2 separate regions of the Ovis aries genome follow, and region 2 is linked to region 1. A link is a contact called in public Hi-C data. All regions are on one chromosome and are shown on one strand. The core of a region is the stretch at or near the end of the contact, and the rest is flanking DNA. Distances in the headings are between cores, read along the strand shown.

The links. A called contact is a pair of places that touch in the nucleus more often than the background predicts.
Region 2: a Hi-C map of liver shows a contact between it and region 1, with 7 times the contacts expected there. The contact joins two enhancer-like sites. A contact is called at or near these places in 12 of 16 Hi-C or Micro-C datasets (blood, hypothalamus, liver and 6 more).

The regions. Positions count from the first base shown.
Region 1 is chr1:265,478,407-265,483,549 of ARS-UI_Ramb_v3.0, forward strand. It overlaps ITGB2 (integrin subunit beta 2), which reads right to left. Exons shown (of 16, transcript NM_001009485.1): 8 at 4,525-4,620; 9 at 2,659-2,748; 10 at 1,810-1,950; 11 at 195-382; 12 at 1-109. Among named protein-coding and RNA genes, the nearest start is that of ITGB2, 26 kb to the right of the region's middle. Within about 2 kb of position 1,640, at least 6 of the 54 cell types and tissues checked have an H3K27ac peak or open chromatin away from gene starts, as enhancers often do. A contact at or near this core is called in liver, where this site is marked.
Region 2 is chr1:265,703,860-265,709,295 of ARS-UI_Ramb_v3.0, forward strand. The region is part of intron 4 of ADARB1 (adenosine deaminase RNA specific B1); the gene reads left to right. Among named protein-coding and RNA genes, the nearest start is that of ADARB1, 53 kb to the left of the region's middle. Within about 2 kb of position 2,067, at least 2 of the 54 cell types and tissues checked have an H3K27ac peak or open chromatin away from gene starts, as enhancers often do. A contact at or near this core is called in liver, where this site is marked.

The DNA.
Region 1 (5,143 bases), core at 390-2,889:
CGAGCAGATGATGGAGCTGTTGTCCTTGCGGCAGCTGCCCTCCAGCTCCTGGCTGCTCCGGCCGTGCGTCTGGCACTCGCAGTTCTTCCCGATGTAGCCGGCGTCGCACCTGCGAGAACGCGGGGTCAGAGGCCCCCGGGGCGCACCCTGCTTCCGCGCGCCGGCGCCGGGGGCGGGGCGGGGCGCGGCCTCACCTGCAGACGCCGCACTCCATCGAGCCTCTGCCACCGCAGACGCTGCGGTCCCTGCTGGCTTCCCGGCATTGGCACTCGCACTGGGGAAGGACCCGCACGGTCACCGTGTCCGTGAAGCCCAGCGCCCGGATGGTGAAGGACTGCTCCTGGATGCACTCGGTGGCTGTGACCTTCACCTGGAAGGTGATCTGTCATGGGAACGTAGAGCTCCGGTGAGCACGGGACCCCAGGGTCATGACCCTACTCTGATCTCCTCTGGGCAGCATGGACAAGGGCACAGCCTAGAAGAGGAAGGGCCACCGCCCTCTGCTGCCAGGCTGGTGGAGTGGATCGAGGTGGGAGAGGGGAAGGACAGGGACATTCCAGGTGGCTCCAGGGCTCAGGAAGGGAGATGAGGGAGAAGATGACAGCTGGAAACTCAGAGATGCTGAAACATGCGCCCCCACGCAGCTCCCCCCCCACGCCCCCACCATCCTCAGGTGCCCTGGACTTGCAGGGAGGTCTCTTTAGAATTCTTTTAATCACTCATCTCTTAAAGGGATTTTAAAGTGACTTTGTATTAATAAATGATGTCTATTTTCTCCAGGTATTTTGTCCTGAAGCCCGGAGGCTAAGATGTCAGAATACCATAGGAAGTCCCAGATTCTGCCTGTGAGGGTGTATCTTGAGCCTGAATGCCCCAGGAGAACTGAGCCGGCAGCACAGAGTCCCCCCACCTACACTGCTCTGCTGCTCAGCCCTCAGGGAGCTTCAGGGAGCACCTCCTCAGCCTCACTGCCGGTCAACAGTAAGTGAGTCTCCACCCAGTACATGAAGTCAGAGCGGAAGCATCAGGGAGGAATCAGGCAATCAACACTGAGTGCATTCGGGTATGGATCCCCCAGTAAGAGGGGCAGAGATTTCAGTCAAAATTCACATGCATTTAGTAAGGCACATATTTGAAAGAATTTCAATGTCATTCAGAAATAAAAGCAAGTATTTTGCTGAATATTAATTCAAAGCTGGTGAAAGGAAATGATTAATCATTCCTGGTCATGGCAAATTTAAACTATTAGAGAAATAACTCACTGCCTGCTTGTAATCATCTGTGTGGCCCCTGCTTTAATGTCTTTGTCAAAAAACAAGAATACAGGGACTTCCCTGGTGGTCCAGGGGTTGAGAACCTGCCTTCCAATGCAGGGGACTTGGGGTTCCACCCCAGGCTGGGGAACTAAGATCCCACATGCCAAGGGGCAACTAAGCCCCTCACCACAACTGGAGAGCCCACGTGACACAATGAAGACCTGATGCAGCCAAATAAATTCATAACAATAATAACAATAAACAAAACCACAAAATCAGGAAAATCAAACCAAAGCAGATGCCCAGAGGGGAAGGAATGCCCTTTTTAGGTGTGTGGGGCTATGCCCAGCATCTGCCACCAGGGGGCGCTGCAGTCCTCACAGTCAGGGGTCTGTCCCCATCAGGCCACAGCGTGTGTGGATCTTAAAGGGAAGGAACTGGACCGGAGGTGGACAGGCCCAACCTCTAGCTGATCCCCGGTAGGCCGTTGGCCAGGGCACACCCTCTTGCTGTCCCAGGGGAGCCCCTTCCAGAGGCTGGGAGGGAGCCTCACCGGGACGTTGATCTGGACGCCGTCGCAGTCCCCTCTGGGCTGGTCCACCTGCGACACCCCGTTACTGCAGAAGGAGTCGTAGGCGACTTTCAGGGTGTCAGGGAGGGTGTTGTGATCCAGGAATACTCTGGAGGACAGTTTCTGTGGGGAGACAGTAGCACCATCAGACCCATCTTCCAGGCCACGGCTGGCATGCCTCTAACCTCCCCCACCACCCACCACGCATCCATGGAGAGCTCTGTGGGTGCCAGGTTACCCATGTCATGCCCCTCAAGACAGGCCAGTGGCGGCTACGGACGTGGAGACGGGTCCCAGCCCCCCATGAGAACAGAAGCTCAACTGCCCACTCACCACTGAAACCCCAGTGCCTGGCACAGGGCAGGAGCTGGAAAAACTGTTTACGTGAATGAGAGAGAGACAGACACAGAGAGAGATAAACAGAGAGACACAGAGGTAGACACAGAAAGGTGAGACAGCCCCTCCCAGGCAGCATCTGGAGTTTGGGAGGGCCTGCTGGGGCTTAGGGCTCCAACAGGGCAGGAGCAGCAGATGGAGCTCCTCTCGGGGGCTCCGACTTCACCCAGTGGGGCCAGCGCTTCCTGGTGTGCCCAGCGAGCTGTGCCCGAGGCCCTCAGGCCCTGCGGCTGTAAGAGGGCTTGGCGCTCATGTTCCAGCCAAGTGCAGGAGGGCCTGGGGTGGCACCTACCGTGCCATTAACCAGGGAGGACATTGCTGCCCAGGGGAGGTGCCCGAGTGTGGCCCAGACAAGGCCGGCGCTCTCCGCACCAGACCACCCTCCTCTTAACCTGCGGTGGGGACCCCGTCTTCGCTGACTGCCTGGGGACTCACATTGTAGGCACTCTTGATAAGCTCCACCACGTTCTTGGAATCTTCAGACAGCTCCCCGACTGCAGACTTGGGGATGATTTCTGTCAGCTTCTGTCGGGGCAGAACACAGGTGGTCGTGGCCAGAACCATGGGGCTGAAGGCGCCGCAGGGCCCACCCGGTTCTCTCACAGCCCTGAGGGTCTCCTTCCTGCTGGTGAGATGGCCCAGACAACCCACCCCCCCTCCCCGCCCCCGCCGACTTCTCACTGTGCGCATGGTCAGCGCTGTGCGGGCAGACACTGACTTGGTAAAACTACTTCCCCCTGGGTATTTCAAGCTGGTCACTGAAAGCAGAGCCAGGAAGACGTGCCGCAGCTAGGGGCCCGTCCCACCTCGCAGATGTGACAGGCACAAACAAACCAAGGGCACAGGTCATCGTAAAATGTGGCATAAAGTCAGGAAGCGAAATGTACCGAGCGTGTGAACGAGCCAATTTCGACAATGGCTGCGTTAGGCAACAGCATGCCGGTTGACTCTGGCAGACAGGGCCACACGCAGTCCAGGTACTGCTCTGTGTAGGCAGGCCGGAGCACTGGGTCATGCAGGCAAGCCTGGGGCCAGCCTCCAGCACCATCTGTGCCCTCTGCCGCCGCCGCCTCCCCCCCGCTTAGCGTATCTTTCACAAGAAATTGCACCATCACTTTATCTTGCAGAGCGGAGGGCTGGGCCATGTCCCTGCCCCCAACCCTGCTCTGATGCCCTGGAATGGAGTCCAGTCCCCTCCGTTTGTGGCTCACGAGGACCATCACAACCTGGCCACCCACCTTGGGCCTCCATCACCGAGCGGGTGATGCTCCTAGCTCCTAGCTCAGGACCCCGCTGGGGCTTGGGAAGTCCCCCCAGACACCTGCTCTCCACTCAGAGCAGAAACATGTACTGAGGGTCCTGCGTAAACTGTCCACACAGACCCTGGACCTCGTAGAACCCCCGGGAGCCCCAGGAATGGGGGCAGGAAGCTGAAGCTCAGCGAGGCCTGCGACTGCCCGGGGCCTCGCCCTTGCTGTCGGGGAGCAGGGTCCAGGGCCCGTGTATTCCATCTCCGGCTCCTGCCCTCTCTCTCACACTGCCTTCAGGGATATGAGTCCTGCTCCTCAAAGCAAAGTGCTGGGACCCATACTGCCGCTCGGTGAGGAGAGACTGCCGCGCCCGGTAATACAGTTGGGGACACCTGCCGGCACTCAGGCAACTTGTGCGGGCGGTGGTCTCTCAGCTGCACCCAGCCATCAGCCCTGCACTGTCCCTGTGGCTTGGCCAGCTCTCACCACCCGCCCCTGGCCACTTGTCCCTCCTCCCTCGGCGTCCCCTGCATCCTGTGCCCGAGGTGGGGCCCCCAATGCTGACAGCGAGTGTGGCTGGTCCCACCATCAGGCCTGCAAATGTCCCACACAGGCACAGCAGGTCACAGGCAAGAGGAAGGAGCCTGGGACTTAGGGGAGGAGGGGGCCAGGAGGTGCCCCCAGCCCATTGCAGCCAGAGAGCCTGCCACGCTGAGCCCAGCAGACGAAAACACAAGACAGCAAGTAAAACAGCCCTCCAGTGACGGGCAGAGGGGAGAAGTGCTGATGTGCAAATGTACGTGGACACAAAACTTTTCCTGATGTGAAGGATGGGACCTGCAGACTCAAAGGGTTTGCTATGTTGTAGCAAAAACACGATCACTGAGCCACAGGGACCTGTCAGCTCCTCCACAGTGCTCACTGCCTGGGGCGCCCACATGGCCTCGGCCAGCACACCCAGTGCAGAAGCAGCCCTCAGTGTGATCACCCCAGATTTAGTCACTCTTCAGCTGCAACACCTTGTCCTGCCGGGTTGCTCAAGCCCACTTACCTCGTACGTTTTCACCATCTTCTTGGTTACCGCGAAGATGGGCTGGATGTTGCTTTCTGCCAGTTTGTGTGCCAGCTGGCCCACCGATGGGTAGTCCTAGAGAGGAGACCCCCGGTTAGATGGCCCTGAGGCTGGGTACAAGCCATCCAGGCTACCCGACAGCTCCTCCAGGCAGAAGTGACTGCCCAGAGTGCAGAGGCTCCGCCCTGCATGCGCTGCGATGGGGCTGTTCCCAGTGACGTTTGCAAACACGTAAGAGAATGGGATTAGTAAGGAAACGGACAGTATTAAAAGTTGTGGTATGCTTCTTGATCAATGCACGAAAAAAGAAGTCCAGTGGCAAGTAACGGCTCACAGACCCTCAGCGTGGAGATGAGTGAGCAACACTTTGCTGTGTCTGAGCTGTAGGGCTGAGATCACAGATGCTGCACCCCAGCATGCACTTAGCCACTCAGTCGTGTCCGACTCTGTGCGACCCCATAGACAGCAGAGTGGGTTGCAATTTCCTCCTCCAGGGGATCTTCCCAACCCAAGGATCGAACCCATGTCTCCTATGTCTCCTCCCTTGCAGGTGGAGTCTTCACCCGCTGAGCCAGTGGGGAACAGCACAGTGGCGCCT
Region 2 (5,436 bases), core at 817-3,316, 230 kb after region 1:
GCTCACCTGCTGGGAGGACTCTGCCCAGGCTGTCGCCCCCGACCACGGTCCAGCTCCGGCCTCCTCCCCACCCCTCATGGTGGGTGATGGTGCGGACCAGGCACTGGGTTCATGCTCTCCTGGCTGATCTTGCATAACTGGGGGTGCCCCCTTCAACGTCCTGGGCCCCGAACGCTCCTTCTTTCTCAGCTCCAAGGCCTCAGGTAGGGGCTCAGATGGCAGGGAATGTCCCAGTGAAGCTTCTTAGCACCTGCAGCAGTGTTCAGGGAAGATCTCTGTTGCACTCTGGACCCCGTCTGTCATTTATCCAGCAGATATGTGCCTTACACCTGTGGGCAGGCACTAACTGAGGCCCTTGGGACCAGGGTGGCCTCCTGATGCTGCTGGAAGCAGAGGGCAGTCATGGTTGCCACCAGGCAGCGCTGGCTGTGAGGGGGACCTGCAGGCCAGGGGTGGGACCTCTCCCAGGGGGCAGCCTCCCAGCAAGGACCCAGGAGGGGCCCCCATGTGCCTTCTCTGCATATCCCTGGCTGAGGGTGGCTGCAGGCAAAATAGTGCACAGTTAACCTCATGAGTGGGCTTCCCTGGGGGCTCAGACAGTAAAGAATCTGCCTGCAACGCGGGAGACCTGGGTTTGATCCCTGGGTTGGGAAGATTCCCCTGGAGGATGGCATGGCAACCCAGTCCAGTTTTCTTGCCTGGAGAATCCCGTGGACAGAGGAGTCTGGCGGGCTACAGTCCATGGGGTTGCCAAGAGTCAGACACAACTGAGCCCCAAGCCCAGTGCAACCTCAGAAGTACGACTCGGCAAATAAAAATGCAGTTGCCTTTGCGGTGTCCTGTGCCGTTGCATCTGTTGTTCTTGGAGATTAACTGGTGATTTTCTTCTAGCTGTTTTGAGCTCTAGTCAATACTAGACTCAATACTAGATAATAGAATCAGACACTTAAGACTGACGTGTAAAAGAAAAATGAAGAGGTTCATTTATCTTGTTTAGTCGCTAAGTTGTGTCCAAGTCTTTGTGACCTCATGGACTACAGCTCACCAGTTTCCTCTGTCCTCCAGTATCTCCTGGAGTTTAATCAGATTCATGTCCATTGAGTCAGTGATGCCAGCCAACCGTCCCAGCCTCTGTGGCTTGATCATTGTAGATGCAGGAAAATCTGGTGTTCTTCCCTGTGTCCTCATGGAGGGATTTTTAGAAATACTATCATCGCCCTCCTGTGGACGGGTTTGTTACGTAGTTACCACTCTAAAATTTGAAAGGCTGAACCTATGAGACCCCCTGCCCCTCCTGTGCACATGGAGAATTCTAGAAGATTGATGTTTCCTGATCATCTTATTAATGCACGCTTGGCTGTGCCCAGGATGCTGTGGACCGCTGCTGGGTTTGTGGTCCACCTTTTGGACATGAACTGGGACATTCCATGTGGTCTCTCGTCACTCCCTGGAGTTTGTCAGGTGGCAACTGGCAGCATTGCCAAGAGCTCCATGGGCCCCATTCTGGAAGAACCAAGCCCAGAGCTGCTTAGTGGACAGGGTGGGTCTCTTGGTTCCTGGTGGCACTCAGGCCTGTGCAGTGCTGTATAGGCAGGCCCTGGAGGATGGACGTGGCTGGGGGTGGGCAGGAAGCAAGTGATGACGGGGTGTCTGCTGCTGCTGTGACGAGAGTGGGGGCAGAGGCGGGCGACCTCTCCAGGCAGGGGCTGCAGGCTTCATGGAGGTGGGGAGTCCTGAACATTGTATATTTTCTAAGCAGATGGTACAGGGAGGTGGGCATGGAGCAGGGGATTGGGGACAGGAGAGGATCCCAGCAGCCTGGTGGGCCCAAGCGGGCTGCAGCTGTCGGGGTGGGGGCATGGAGGGCACTTTAACTAGCCTTATCATTGGGTCGTGCCTTTTTTGTTCAGTGTTAGCCTCTTCTTCCTGCATTCTTGCATCGTCTGGGGTGGTGGAGCGGGCTGTGAGAAGTGGCTACAGCCCGAGTTTGGACCTTGGCCTCCCTGACACAGCTCTGAGCTTGCGGCTGTTTGCCGGCTTCCCAGCCCGGTCTCCTCGCGAGATATGTCACCACCAGCAGCAAGAGCTGGTGGCACTGTCCTCTGCTGTCCTGATGAGGGAGACCGGGCTTTCCAGTCTTTTCCAACTGATTCATTCTGTGTTTGGAATCCAGTCATTCCTTCTTCTTGAAATCTACATACCTTTTGTTTCAAATTGAACAATGACTTTCTCATATAATTTGTGGGTTTTTTTTCTGGGATTTTTTAAAAAGCTGACTTTATTGAGATATAGTTGACATGCAATAAAAATCACTTTTCTGTGAGCAGTTAATTGTGTGCCGACAGTGTGCACGTAGCACAGCACCGCCGCGTCTCCTTCCTCCCAGAGGCGCCCTCTGGCCCGCTCAGATGTCCCCATCCACCCTCATCGCAGAGTGGCCTTGTCTGTTGGTGGTGTTCTGTGTCATCGCCTGCGACGGACAGAGCGCCAGGACGGAGCAGTGGAGAGGGCCGACCACACTGTCCAGCGTGCCCAGAGCCCCAGGTGGACGCCTTCAGACAGTAGGCGGCGCTGTAGGGTTGTGCTGCGATAACGAGAAAAGCCTGTTTCACAGCCTGAACCCAGATACCAACTTCCTGTGGAAAAGTGCAGGAAAGTTTCAGTTCACTGGCTTTGGTTTAACCGTTTTAAAGGAGCCAGGAGACAATGGCATGGAATACTTATGGCTAGTTTAGTTTACTGAATGACCTGATTTATAAATTTTATCAAATAATTTATGTTTAACTATACTAATAAATCAGAGAAGGCAATGGCAACCCACTCCAGTACTCTTGCCTGGAAAATCCCATGGACGGAGGGGCCTGGAAGGCTGCAGTCCATGGGGTCGCTAGGAGTCGGACATGACTGAGCGACTTCACTTTCACTTTTCACTTTCATGCATTGGAGAAGGAAATGGCAACCCACTCCAGTGTTCTTGCCTGGAGAATCCCAGGGACGGGGGAGCCTGGTGGGCTGCCATCTATGGGGTCTCACAGAGTTGGACACTACTGAAGCAACTTAGCAGCAGCATGCTAATGAATTGAGTCTGTGTTACAGACTTGGAAAGCACAGTTGCATGATTTGTTCTCATCTTTTAAAAAAGTATTGCTTTGCTTATTTATGTGTAACATAATTCTTTAGTTCTACTGTTTTAGCTTAATATTTCACATAGGCAATAATTAAGAAAAAATGCAAAAGAAAAAAAAATCCCAGTCTGTACTCTCAAGTTCTAAATGTGTGGTAACAGATTGCTGATTTTAATAAGACTAACCAAAATTTGTATGTGTGTGTTTGATCTTTAGTGAAGAGTTGTCACTTCCTAAAGTGAAGAAATAATGTGACTGCTTAAGGTTTAAAATTCCTCTTCCATAAACCTGCGTCTTGCAGCCCTACGGCTGTGTTGAAGCCACGCCCACTCTGTTGTCCTGTTCCCACCCTCTCTTGCTCTGCTGAGGCTGACCTTGCAGCAGTGGGCACCAGGGGGAGGGGGAGGGGGGTCGGGGCTGGCCAGGCGGTAGCCGGGGTCCATGGTGTAATCCAGGGCCTCCAAGTCATGGCTCAGATTCTGCCTATGAGATCCCAGGGTGCTAGACTTTGGGGATGAAGGCACATTCCAGCCAGAAGAGATCCCTGTGGGCCAGAGTGAGTAAGGGACCTGTTCCCACACCTCCCTGTGAACGTCCGTCCAAGATGACACTCACGTCTCCTGAGGGCCTCCTGGCAATTTGGGGATACAGATCTGCAGGTAGGGTGAGGCCTGCGGGCTGCCCCACCCTGGAGCTCAGGGTCTCCTAGGCTCCCACCTTTGTAGGTGATCAGCTTGAGGGACCTGAGATGGGTCACCCCCTCTTAGACTGGCTGACACCCTGTCGCTGCCCTCCAGCCCAGCTGCATTGCCTCAGTAACCAGACTGCTTTGGTCTCGACTCCACTGGCGCTCTCTAGTCGCGGATTTCAGTGACAAAGATGTGGGTTTTCGTTGTTGCCTTTTATTGCCGTCTCCTTGCACATGGCATCCATTTGGTGGCAGATTCGGCTCGTCACACCCTGAGATGTTTCCCCTCTTGCAGCCCGTGTGCCTGTTCCTCAGGCTCATGAATTGCATGCCTCAGGTGCCACCTGCGGTCCAGCTTTCACGCCTCTGATATCTTTTCAAGTGGTTTCTTCCCCTTCAGTCTTGCTGAAGTTTTTAGTCAAATCTGGTCACTTTTGTCCTCTGGTACCTTCATTGTGACAGACTTTCTTTTCTTGGGCTCCAGAATCACTGCAGATGGTGACTGCAGCTGTGAAATTAAAGGATACTTGCTCCTTGGAAGAAGAGCTGTGACCAACCTAGGCAGCATATTAAAAAGCAGAGACTTCGCCAGCAAAGGTCCGTCTAGTCAAAGCTCTGGTTTTTCCAGTAGTTATGTATGGATGTAAGAGTTGGACCATAAAGAAAGCTGAGTGCCAAAGAATTGATCCTTTTGTCCTGTGGTGTTGAAGACTGTTGAGAGTTCCTTGGACTGTGTGGAGATCAAACCAATCTATCCTAAAGGAAATCAATCCTGAATATTCTTTGGAAGGACTGATGGTGAAGCTGAAGCTCCAGTACTTTGGCCACTTGATGCGAAGAACTGACTCACTGGAAAAGACCCTGATGCTGGGCAAGACTGAAGGCAGGAGGAGAAGGGGACTACAGAGGATAAGGTGGTTGGATGGTATCACCAACTCAATGGACATGAGTTTGAGCAAGCTCTGGGAGTTGGTGATGGACAGGGAAGCCTGGCATGCTGTAGTCCATGGATCACAAAGAGTCAGACACAGCTGAGCAACTGAACTGAACTGAACCTTCCTTGTACATATATACGTTCACATCAGCTCTTTCATCTACACATACCCAGTTAAAAAACGACAACCTTGGAATCATTTATAAATAGATCAACTAGGCCGGGGTTTTCTACTCTAGATTGAGCAAAGTCACTCTGTCTTCTTTGAAGAACTAGCCAGATTTACTTTGTATTTCAAAAAGTTTATGTTCTAATTTGTTATTAATAATCAGTAATAGCTAAAGCATTTTAAAGTATGCTTCAAAAAGTAATGTTTAAAGAAAAACATACATATGTGTATACCTATGACTTATTCATGTTGATGTTTGAGAGAAAACAACAAAATTCTGTAAAGCAGTTATCCTTCAATTAAAAAATAAATAAATTTTAAAAAATACAATAGAGAAAGAAATACCTATCCAATCATGACTATCAATTGTGTATTCAGTTTAGCTTCAAATTTATGTTCAGACTTGATGGCAGTGTTTATTTCAGACTTTCCTTTCATCTTTAGCTACATGTCTGAGCCCTCCCTGCATAGCCCAGGCCTCTTGGGTTTGAGATGGCCTCTGCTGCGGACACTCATCCAT